Regions from separate parts of the Anser cygnoides genome. Here region 1 is linked to region 2. The links are chromatin contacts, called in public Hi-C maps. All regions are on one chromosome and are shown on one strand. Each heading gives the region's core, a stretch centred on a gene start, on an enhancer-like site or on the middle of the called end of the contact. The rest is flanking DNA. Distances are from core to core; before and after follow the strand shown. Region 1 holds the start of CFAP298 (cilia and flagella associated protein 298). Region 2 holds the start of SCAF4 (SR-related CTD associated factor 4).

Region 1 (6,422 bases), core at 426-2,925, 300 kb before region 2:
AAAAATCCCCTTGAATCTTGATATATATATATAAAGCAGTCTTTTACCAGTTACAGACAACATATTACCATTAGCTTGTCCCACCGTCTTCTTTCACATGTTGGAAGGGCTTTCTTGTCCTATAGAAGGCCCCGGGTGAAAGAATCAGCGGTCATAGTACAACATGAGAGGAGAAAGTCACCTTACATGTTTGGGCTGTCCTCCCACCATCCTTCCTGTCTACTGTACTTACTGCTGCATTTGTCAAAAATCTCGCCTTCAAAGAAAAGAGAACAGCAGTTCTCTGAGATGAATGTTATCATTCAGTTGCTTTTGCAGTTATACTAAATACGTGACCCTTTGTTCCCCAGAGACGGTGACCATCCTGTGTGTGGTGCTGCTTTGAGGCTAGCAAAGGCTAAGTTGCAGTTTTACATATTATTCTATAAAAATACAACTCTGTGCTTTTATGTTTTCTAAAGCTCACACGAAATTACATAAAATGTAGTATTTTATTATCTTGAGGAAATTTAAAACTACTGATTTCCTTACAATTTGCAGTGTCCTGGGACATAACTTCCACATGCAGATGTGTGCTTTCACCAAAAGCTGAACGTGTCACGATGTTGTCATCTCTTGGGGGACTGCAACTGCCTGCCTATGCTCATTGGCTTACTTGCAAACAAACTGTACTGGTTCTGCAGAACCACTGACTGAAACTCAACATACTGGCGTTATAGTAGTAAAATTCAGAACGACAGTACTTTTTCAAAATTCTCAAACGCTATCAAAACATTATTTATAAAATAATCCACTCTTCCTTTCACACTGGTTGGCCATGAGCTGCAGCTGGGTAGAGAAGTGACTATCGTGAGTTTTATATTGTGCTTTTTTCTGTTCGGCTCATTAAACAGTACTTGCACATTTTAAACAGCCGTGGTACTCTAATCTTTGTGCTTCAGTATGTGGATTACCTTGTTTTACACTGTTGCTATAAACATCTGTGTGATCGGTGTTTTGGTATATTCTTACATTAGCAAAACAACTTTGGGGGGAAACTTTTTCCTAGTGGGAGTTACGTGATAAATATGTTCTTTGTTGAATATTCAATTACAGTGATTAAAAACTAAAACGTACCTGGTATACAGCACCTCTGCACTATACAGGATTACGGAGACTGACAGCAACATACTGCAGAGATCACAAGAACTGCTCCAAAACTAGAGCGTGTGTGTAAATATAGCTAACCACCGTAACGTGTATTAACGAAACGAATTACTAGCAGAAGATGTGAGACAACTAAGGATTCAGCATAGAGATGCTCAACACCTTCTCATGACTCCTGTGTTCCCTGTGGTAAATTGCTCTGTTAAATGTAACAGTTTTCTTGCTTGTGACACACGATATTTATGGCTGTATACTTTACAGAACCGCAGTATTGAAACTCAGTGGCGTACACCATGCCGTATATACCCTGTGGAAGGCGGTGTTGCATTAACGAAATAAACATACCTGCCCGTACCAACTTTCCCTTCTCTCTCTTTGTAACATAGCCACTTACAGGTGCAGCCCCTGCCCTGAAGCCGGGATCGCCCTCGCCCTCCTTGGGCGGGCGGCGGGGACCAGGCTGAGGGGAAACGCGGCTGAGGAGGCGCCTCGGGGGCGGCGCCATTTTGTCTCCCCCCGCCCCGACCGCCATAACGGCCACAGCCACCGGCGGCGGCCATGCGCAGAGCGGCGCCGGGGCCGTCTCCGTGAGGGGCCGCCGCGGGTCCGGCCGTGAGGGGCCGCGGCCGTGAGGGGCCGCCGGGTGCCGCCATGGTGCGGCTGCACGTTAAGCGCGGCGACGAGAGCCAGTTCCTGCTGGAGGCGGCCTGCGGCGCCCGCCTGGCCGAGCTGGCGCCCCTCGTCGCCCGCATCTACAACGGGAGGCTGAAGGTGCAGCGGCTGTGCTCAGGTACCGGCCGCTATCCCGCCCTCCTGCCGCCGTGAGGGGCAGCGGCGGCTGCCGGCTGCGGGTCGGGGGCCTCAGGGCAGGGCGGAGGGTGAGGGAGCTGCAGCTGGGAGGCGGCGGTAACCAGTGGCTACCCCGCCGGGTAAACACCTTGGCCTGCTCCCATCCGGCGTCTCTTGATCGGGCAGAAATGATTGCAGAGACTTGGGTTTGTTTCTTGGTTCGCACCGGGAGACAGTCAGACCCCATGGTTCTGGTCCAGAACCAAAGACAGAGGATGCTTATTTTCCCAAGTGTGAAGAGGTGTACTGCTGTGTAACAGTAAAACGTTTTCCCCTTCTGAAAGAAGTTGCTTTCCCAAAAGTATTTGGAAAAAGGAACATGCAGTCAGCTAACGCTGACTCGTGAAATACCTGTAAGAAAAAGTTCATGGCCAGCAAGGAGAGAATCACAGAATCACTAAGGTTGGAAAAGACCTTCAAGATCATCTGGTATCATCTAGGTTTGCATACCTAGCCTTGTTTCACTTGTTACTGTTTCATGTATATGTGAAGAACATGAATTTTAATGTAATTACTGTGCGTATATACATATTTATAATATATATCTCTATTTAACATGTATTTATATATATACACTGTATTTATATAGATATATACTTATTATTATTTTCATATACTTAGTTCTTTAAAAACTGAAGCCTAGCAGTAAGGTTTTCTGCATGTACATCATCCAAAAGGGTGTTTCTAAATGCTGTATTCTCAGTGACAGACATTTCTAACCTTGTGCTCTAAACGCTTTAAAGAGATGGAGGAGCTGGCAGAGCATGGTGTTTACTTGCCGCTTAATATGCAAGGACTGACGGAAGAGCAAATTGAAGAACTGAAGTTAAAGGATGAGTGGGCAGAAAAGTGCGTACCGAGTGGTGGGAGTGTCTTCAAGAAGGATGAAATTGGACGAAGAAATGGACATGGTAAATAGAGCCCAGATGTTTGCTTTTTTCCTGTAAGCATAAATAATCTGTGATATCATGAGGAACATGAAAACCATGATTCTGAGCTTAATTTTCACCTCACTGTCCTGGAAGAAAACTAAGTCAATACTTAGTACGCGTTTGATATCAGGCAGCCTGTTAGCCATCTAATGTTTCTTTGCTAATTACAATGATCGTTGTATAGACACACTATATTAAAGGCAGTTGTAGATTTGTTATGTAAGTAGCTATTTAAGAGCCTTTTTTCACAATAAATCAGCTAAACGATCAGTTACTTACATAAATCCTGGATTAGGACCTAGTGTAACATTGATGTAAAAGCCTAGATGGTGTTGTATCTCTTTGGCACAGGTGCTATTTAACTTTGCAACTGTAATGCTTGGAAGTAAACTCCAAAAATAAGCAAGCAGTTGCCAGAAGGGAGAGTAACTATTTTGCTTCAATTTATTCTCCCTGTTTGTAAATGCATACTTGTGTATTGTTTTTCTCCAGAGTCTCCAAGGTGCTTTGAGTTAATAGGTTAGGTTGTTCTTCTAGTATCTCTCAGTTCTCGTATTGACTGCGACTTAGATGAGTGAGTTCAGTAAGCCTCTTTTTCTTTCTGCAAATTGTGCTGTTGCCTTCGCACCTGGTACAAGCATCGAGCACTGCTCCCCTGCCACCTCAGGGCCAGGGGCACGAGGGCTGGCTGTGACCATCTTCGAGCTGGCTGCGTTATTGCTACCCCGACACCACAACAGCCCCTGCCAGGCCGGCAGCCCTTTAGATGCTGATTACAGGCAGTTCAATTACGGAGGACTCTTGGAATAATTTAGCCTTAATGTGGCATGCACAAGCAGCTTATTCCAAATGTTTTGTTTTGGGGAAAATAATTCTTCTAATGCAACACATTGTCCAATCAAGCTTAAGCTCGTGCTGAGCTTCATTAAGAGCTTACAATATACCTAAATGTTTTCCCTCCTGCCTGTGTTCTCACAAGTGGTCAAGCCTCTCTTGCACACCTTGGGGCATTTTGCTTCAGAGTTTGGCATGGTTGTGAGCAGTGTCAAGCCTTATACTAAAAATTTACAAGCAAATTTAGCATAAGGGTAGTACCGCTCTTACTTGTAGTCATAGTTGGGCATTTATGTGTTAGCGGGTAGACAGCTTTTTAATATCAACAAAGCTATAATACTGAACAGTGTGCAAATGTGGGCCAAATTAGATACAACTAAATGATGCATTTAAATACTCAGCTGGAAATGAGTATGATTTAATTGTGTTTTGCTTTGAGGAGAGGGTTTTTATAACAGTTAAAATACATAATTATGGTATGAAACATATATTGTATTTGCAAAACTGCATTTACTATTAGGATGAAGTTTTAATTAGAAAAAAAAAGTCAGAAAACTCCCAGCTGTTGTTCCCAATTAAAGCATATCTGCTTGTAGAGCCCACAACAGTTATAAGTACAGCATGGGAAAGAGTCATGCTTTAGGTTGGGGTGAGTATGAGATTATGGCTGTTGCTTTTTACTCAGTATTTTTGTCTCAAGTGAAGTTTCCTGTACCAGCCAAATGTCTTTATGGAAATGTAAGTTTGACTCTTCCATGAGAAATGCTGGCTTGTTTCTCAAGTTACTAACAAGTGTGATGATGAACTATCTAAGTGGTAAATAGACTACAATTTAGTAGTGTATATATATATATATCTTGCTTTGTGCTTTAACAATGTCTCATTTGCTTACAGTAGAGAATAACTAGGGCAGGTCATTTGCTTGTTTTGGGTTGTTGCTGGTGGTGGTGGTGGTTGGTTGTGTTTCTTGTTTTGCTCTTGTTTAGTTTGGTTTTATATGGTAAATATAAATTATTAAGTACGTATCTCTTATTTCTAGCTCCAAATGAAAAAATGCAGCAAGTAATAAAAAAGACAATAGAGGAAGCCAAGGCATTAATCTCTAAGGTAAGTTTTCTGAAGTAGGGTGAACTGTCTTAATAGGTGCTGTGTTGTTGCATGGCTTAATTAAAAATGGGCCTTTTTCAGTGCAAGGGCTAACGATTTTTGAATAATATCCTGCGGTGATGTGAATAATCTGACAGAAACGGACATTTCTGTTAATGATTTTCCTAATGGCTTTTGGCAAGCTGGTTCAACAAGTTAAGGAATCAGATATTAAACACCAAGTGAATGCTGGCAGCCTAGACCACATAAATGATTAAATTGCATTTAATTTTATCCACATGCTCTTAATTTGCTATTGATGCATTCTTTAGGTGGATGCTTGTCATGTTTTCTGGTGAAAAATTAACTTCATTCTGTGATGTTTCTGGAATAAAATACCTTTTTCTCATTAACGTAGTCATTTGGCTCTACATATAATTAATTGAAAAATATGTTTTAATCTCTTAGATTAGGCCCTGGTTTTACAAGTACTTGGATGCAAGCTTGGTCTCAATGAGTTTGTGTGCGTAAAGATAAGCGAGAGGGTATGCCCCAGTGGGACTAGAGACTCAGTTATTCACCTTCCCTTTACCAAATATTGAGATATTCTGCATAGTGTCTGAACTTTCATATGACTTTGAAACACTAATTAAATCATATTTGTTATCAGATTTTTTTTTTGTGAATGTTTGCAAGCCGTTTTCTTTTCCCTACCCCTATAATCTGGGAATTACCAGGTGTGGAACTTGAAAACAGCTTTAAACCAGTTACACATATAGATAAAGTTAGTAATTTTTTAACGTTGCCTGTGCACTTAAATTGGCCTTCTTGACAGTCCCGCTGCTGATAATGGTGTCGTATCAGTCACCTGGAGTGAGCAGCTCAGTGTTCCCAACGGCCTGGTGGATCTGTTGGAGGCAAGCAGAGGAGCTACCGTGTTGCTTGACGGTGCCTCTAGTGTGCTGAGTTGCAGCAAACCTGTCCTGAGTTTAGGGAGGGTTTCAGCCAAACTGTTTCAAGTCATAACAAAATCCATATGAAATGAGAGATGTTTAAGTTAAAGCCTTTGCTTTACTTTAAAGATTTCCTCTGGGTAGACAACAACTGATCAACTCTATTTTTAAATGTCTAGGAAACTAATAATATTTGGCTTTATGTCTTGAGAGGAAAAAAGAACCTGCAGATCTCATCTCCACTCTGCAGTTCTTCCTGGGTGGAACTTCCAACTATCTACCTTGTCATCATTTACAATAAGAAATTGCAAAATTACTGCACTGAATACTTTCTTACTTCAGGAATTACTGTCATTCACTGGTGAATTAAGTTAAAAGATAGTTTGTGAAGTGTTTTGGCAGGTTCGTCACTTCGTAGTGATGAAAATAAATATGCTTGTATATTCAAAAAACAAAAAAGGAGAAAAAGTTAATAATCTGAGGCTGAGAAACCAATTGTACTTGCCAGTTAACTAGTTTAATAATATCCACAAGGTGGCAGCATTCTCTTACTCTGTTTTTTTAATAAACCTGGAACATTTAAATCCTTAAGCAAAAAATTCAGTTCTTCTCTTCCAGATGC
Region 2 (6,038 bases), core at 1,511-4,010:
TAGGCATCGTGCACTGTATATTTGTACAATGCCTAATGTTGTTACAAAAACAGTTTTAAATAATACGCCTGCTGTGAGCTCAAGTATCTCCAAGTGTAGAACTGACAAAAGCACAAACAAAGAAAATGTTTTTTATTAAGAAATTACACAATTGCCTCCTTTGTCTCAACAGGTAGTCATAATAAAAGCAATGGCAAATTTTAATTTAAAATTGCTGAGCATATTATCTTGATGAAGCAGATTTGCTTTGAACAGCAAAACCATAGCCCAATAAAACCCAACTTAAGGCTAAATCCTGATTCATTAACCTGCTTCACCCTTCCTCAGCCCCAAATCCTAACATCCAGCCCCCAGGGTATCAGAATTTCATTCTCAATGAACAGAAGTTGCCAGGGATAACTCTGCAAGTTCTACGGATTTCTCTGTACTGAAAGCAGAACCAGGACCTTATTATAGCAAAGATGAACCACAACAGATTTTAGCTAGGTAGTGGAATGAGCATGGAGCTCAGCACAGCAAAGCAAGCACTAACAGCCAGCCCCATCCAACAGCAAGGCACTGCACCTACCAGTGCTTTTACTAGAGAATTTTGAAACACATTGGGGTGTACCTAGACTATTTCCCCCCACAGATTATAAAATGTAATTACACAAACACAGTACATACAAAAGCAGGTGCTTTTGTGCTTTATAAGGAAGATTCATAGAATTATTAAGGTTGGAGAAGACCTCCAAGATCATCTGGTCCAATTCATAATAAAAACGGCCAAATACATACATAGCAATGAGGACCAGAATGCATTTAACACTCAGTTTTGGAGGAGTCACTTCTACAACCTGTAGTGATATCTTGTTGCAGGCACATACACAATATTAGAAACCTGAAAGGTTTGAATATGCAAAAGAACTACCAAATTTGATATGAATTTCCAGTACCACTCACAGCCTTTCCTGTCCTGCGAAGACCGTTTTTTCTGTACTCTGCATAAGCTACTGATGTTGCGTTAAGAGAGATAACTTTGCATTACCAAGTATATACAGACGGAATTTAATGCCAGGTACTCAGCAATGGCTGACATTACAGGAACAGCTGTCACCAATTAACATCCAGGTTTCAAATCTGAAAATTATTTGCCAGTTCACGAAGTTGCATCTCATTAACTCACTATCTCTCCCTAGGCCAAGAACCCCCAAAGAAGTGATTCTTACTTCCCAAAGAGCTTTTCAACTGCTGTAAGAACTGGAGAGCAACAACGAACTTTTTCAGTCACTCATCACATACGCCAGTTCTACCTTTGTTTGTATTTTTCAGGTGGCAGGAGGAGCTACCTTGATTTTTGTGAATTTTTGAACAGTGACGTGAGCAAGAATAGTAGTAAAAGCTACTCATGAGGCAACGTGCCATGTTGAAACTAGCAAAAAAAATCTCACAGCAAAGACATTGACACTGGAAGGACAGTATTACCTTCCTTTTCTATTCTTCTCCATCTTCTCAGAAAGGACTATGAAAGCTAGGGCTTTCGATATTTTTGATTTCAACCTATGGAAATTAGTGGCATATGGAAGAGCTTTCCATTTGCTACTAGAGCCTATTTTAAAAATTCCTCTGAATAACAGCTGTATTCAAACTGTGCTTTAGAGGTTTCATAGTCTGAGAACAAGAGGTCTCATTCCTGTCAGTTTTCTTAACTTGAATTGTATAATACTTGTTTTTAAAGAGGACTAATTCCAGAACAGCCATGTATTGATGGAGGAGGAAGGAGACTCCTAAAAGCAATTTGCATTTTATTAAAAAATCAATTGAATACCAGGCAGAGTCCAATTGCGGAACATTAAATAAAGCTAAATATACTTTCTGTGAGATTTCTGTGACACCCTGCATCCCCACCTTTCCAATTTACTCCCTAGATGACGTATCCGACCGAACAGTTGAATTTACTCCTTAGCTGATGTATCAGACTAAAGAATTAAATAATATTTACACTCCCTAGCTGATGTATCAGAGTGAACTGATAGAACATAGCATATCACGTGGAACTATACGAATTTCAAATCGCTAACAGTAGTAATGCATCGCTATAGGGAAGTGGTTGAGTCACCATCCCTGGAGGTCTTTAAAAGACATTTAGATGTAGAGCTTAGTCATAGGGTTTAGTTGAGGACTTGTGTTAGGTCAGAGGTTGGACTGGGTGATCTTGGAGGTCTCTTCCAACCTAGATGATTCTGTGATCTTCTGTGAGTTAACAGTGCGCTTAGTAAGGGTGCTCTTTAATAGGTGCCGTAGCCATGTGTTGTCCTTGAAACCACGTCTGGTAGGATGTATGGTTTTCTCATGAACATTAGCTCCACACTTGGTGTGAATGTAATCATTGATTAACCCATGCTTTTATTGGTGCAAAACACTTGAGTTTGGGACAGAACTGAGAGGCTGCTCGATGTGTGGGACGACCGGTGTAGCTTCTCCCACCACATAAAACACACCAACAAGCGGCGGTTCCTCAGTTCTTTCTAGACAACCTATAAGACACAATTACGGGATTTTTTTTTTTTTTAAAGGGCAATTTTTCAAGGGTAAGCACGGAAAGACCCACTCCTTTCTCCCCTCACACCGATCCCCCCCCCCCCCGCGTCCCCCGCTCCCCGCCATTTCCCCTCCCCGGGGGCGGGGCGAGGCGCTGACATGGCGGCGCCCGGGGAGCTCCCCCGGCCGCGGGTCACGTGACGCCGCCTCGGCGCGCGCTCCCGTCGGTTCCGTCCCCTCCCCTGCCGGCAGGGCCGTGTCGCCATCCCGGCGTGCCGCGCGCGGCGTGGGGGCTCCGCCATCCCGCTGGGAGCCGACGGGCAACGGACGGGGCCCTGCCCGCCGCACCGGGAGGCGGGAAGGAGGCGGACGGGGAGGGGAGGGGGCAGGAGGAGGAGGAAGAGGAGGGGGGGGGCCGCCCAACGGCCATGCCCGCGCGCAGCCCCTGAGCGGCGCCCGGCCGCCCCTCCCCCGCGCGGACGCCCGCCCGCCCGCAGCAGCCAGCCGCCAACATGGAGGCCGTGAACGCCTTCAACCAGGAGGTGGGAGCCGGGGGGCGGCGGGGGCACGGCGGAGGGGAGGAGGAAGGAGGGAAGGGGGGCACGGCCGCCATCGTTGTCCCCCCCCCCCGCCTTCCCCTCGGCGCTCGGTTTCCGGCTCTGGGCCGCGCGGGCCCGGCCCGCGGCCTGCGCTGGGGAAGGGCCCGGTAACGCCCGGGCTGCGGCCTGCGGGGGGTGAGGGGAGGTCGGGGCGGAGGTGGAGGCCGGCAGGGTGGGACAGGGAGAGGGGGGAAGGCGGCGGGGGGCTGGGGGGCTGCCCCGGCGTGGGGGCAGGCTGGAAAGGCGCTCGGAGCCCTCTCCCCTCGCAAACAGAAGGCCCCCGTCGGCCTCTGGTGGCTTTTTGTGATTCTTTACTCAGCCAGCCAGGGTTTGGAACAAAATGGACAACGGCTGGCTTTGCGTGTTGTGGAAGGAAACGCTTCAGCCCCTATTTTATAAACTTTTCGGCCTAAACCAATTCCCAGCTAGACCTCACTTTGCAGATTTGACTGTTGCAGGTCAGGTATGGGCTACAGAACGTGCCTATCTTCCTCGCGACTAACCAGTTCAAACTAAGCCAGGACCTATCCCGGAGCGTTTAGTGCATTTTGAAGGTTGCCGTGCGTGTTTGCTGAACGGAATCGAGAAAAATGGCAGGCTACCCTCATGTGATGAAGTCATGCTGTGTAAAGTTCACTCCCTGCAACTAACTGCTTGTCATACACACTCGACCAAAAATCCACTCTTTGTTAACAAAAATACATATATATAACAGTACAAAGTAAAAAATAGATAGCACGTGCGTCCTTCTAACAATTTCTTTCATTTGTGCATGCTACATGTTGAACCAGTCGTACAAAAAAGCATACAAAAAACCTTCCCAAATACATTGGAGCAGAATGGCACACGTGCTGCATTTTCAGTTTTCATGCAGAGCGCAGAAATATTCTTAGCTGACTAAATATAAACAAATTCTAGCAGATGATTGCTTTTACCTCATTCATTTCAAAATGATGCTACCTGATAAAACTTAATTGTACAGGTAGTGCTTTGCGTTTCTCATACAATAAAAACCACTTTTTTTTGCTGATCTGGGGGTGAAAGCATGTGCGACTTTGGAGGAGACGTTAGTGTGCCTTGGTATCCTGTGACTAACCACAGTTTTAGAAATAGGCATGTTTTAATTAATGCATCCTCCTTTCAGATGAAGCAAAAGCATAATTATTTTGTTTGATACAATCAGAAATTTATTGTGTAATTTATTGTGTAAGCTGAAAGGTATTGAAACGCTGGATTTTATTTCAATGTCAGTTATGGAGAAGAAAACTACTTGGAAAAACTCCTCTTCTGCAATCATTGGCACACAGGAGTAGTTCCGTAGGACTGCTTGTGCATAAAGTTAGAGTGTTAATAAATTTATTTTTTTTTGTAATTACTGTGCTGTTCTTAGAAGGTGTGTTTATGGTATTAGCTAAGAACATAAAGTTCTTCAGCTGTCCTTTTAGCATTACAGAATGTATGCTGCCTGAAACTGCATGCAAAACAATGCAGATTAAAATAAAGTTTGAAACAGCTCAAGCTTATTTTGAGGAGGGAAAGATTTACGTTAAATACTGCTCCTTTTGTGGGTTTTCTCACTGAAAGCGGAGAAGGGGCAGTTTTACAAAAGTTGTCAACATTTTCACAGGGTGGTGGGGATAGGGCAGGCTGGCGAGTGCTTGAGGACTCATTTTGTCCATAAGACTATCTTAAAATGCATAAATGACGTAAGGACAGCAGAGGTATTAGTCTTTGCTAGTCGAATAGTTATTTTATTGAGAGTAAAACAGCTTCAACAACAAAGATCAGGGTTGTCCCCAAATACCCTGTAGGTCAAGGATTCCTCAACATACTGTCTGACAGTTGTACAATACCATTGTAGAAAGGGACTTGTGGTTTTATAATGGCAACTTCAGCTGCAACAGCCGTTGAGTTTGGTTCTGGACTTGCCATGTGTGCTAGAGGGGAGGCGTTTCCAGCTTTGCTGTCCCTTCTGGTGTGGAGGTGGCAGCTGCCAGCTCTCAGCCAGTCTGTGTGCCAGCGGAGACGTGAGCTACTGCTTCAGGTGGTCGTATGATCTTTTGGGATTTTGGGGGCAAGTTTGGTGATTACAGTGATTTCTGAAATGGTGAGAGGTCCAAGCTCAAGTCATGTAAATTAGGCATCCTCTGGGCTATTATATCGGTATCTTCTTCTCAAAAAAGAGAAAAGCACCAGCAACGTTCTTATTAGTGCAAGCTGTACTGTTTGTTTTGCCTGAAGTTCTGTACGAATCATTCATAGTTTTGGCTGACTCCGGTTTCGCTCAGAAGTTCAGGTTTTGGCCTATGAGTTACAGGCTTCTGACTGTATACGATCATGTTGCAGTGAAGTAACAAGTTTCTGCCTGTTAGCTAATTGTGATAAGTATGCGATCTTAGCTGCCCATCTGAATTGTGAGGTGAAACTTAAATACTGAGCTTTGAGCTTGCATGTTGTGCTTAGCAATTGTGGCAAGCTACAAAAGAACACTCCGAGTCCATTAGTTTGGCTCCGGTGATGGGTGGTAACTTACAGGGGTTGCGCAATTTGATCGTGTTTGATTGTGTTGCCCATTCCTTCAAGTCCTGTTCTTTGTACCTCTGTTTTGAATGCAAGTTTACCTGTCAGTGTGCCTCTGAAATTCTAATTTTTCTAATGAGCGGGCACATTTTTTGTATTCAGCGAACGTGTTTGCAGCTTTACTTTTATCCAGCTGCGCTCTGAGCAGATATTACCAACTGAATAGGTAGGATTTGACAGTTATGTAGTATAGTGTATTTTCCCTGAGGAAATCAGTTCAAATTGTGTCTTGGAAGAATGAGTTAGAATTCGTGTATTTTTTGATGTATATGGTTTGTTACATTAACAGTGCAGCGTAAGTAAATCACAAAAGGTAATTTGATAATGGTACAAAACTTA

Evidence for each region. A called contact is a pair of places that touch in the nucleus more often than the background predicts.
Region 1: a Hi-C map of liver shows a contact between it and region 2, with 2.9 times the contacts expected there. The contact joins the promoter of CFAP298 here to the promoter of SCAF4 in region 2. A contact is called at or near these places in 3 of 7 Hi-C or Micro-C datasets (granulosa cells and liver).

The regions. Positions count from the first base shown.
Region 1 is chr1:112,989,091-112,995,512 of Taihu_goose_T2T_genome, reverse strand. It overlaps CFAP298 (cilia and flagella associated protein 298), which reads left to right and starts at 1,675. Exons shown (of 7, transcript XM_048071373.2): 1 at 1,675-1,936; 2 at 2,739-2,906; 3 at 4,801-4,868. The coding sequence starts at 1,798. It overlaps SYNJ1 (synaptojanin 1), which reads left to right. Exons shown (of 31, transcript XM_066978153.1): 31 at 1-1,500. It overlaps LOC136786476 (a long non-coding RNA gene), which reads right to left and starts at 1,633. Exons shown (of 3, transcript XR_010825232.1): 1 at 1,492-1,633.
Region 2 is chr1:112,688,727-112,694,764 of Taihu_goose_T2T_genome, reverse strand. It overlaps SCAF4 (SR-related CTD associated factor 4), which reads left to right and starts at 2,760. Exons shown (of 21, transcript XM_048071451.2): 1 at 2,760-3,062. The coding sequence starts at 3,033.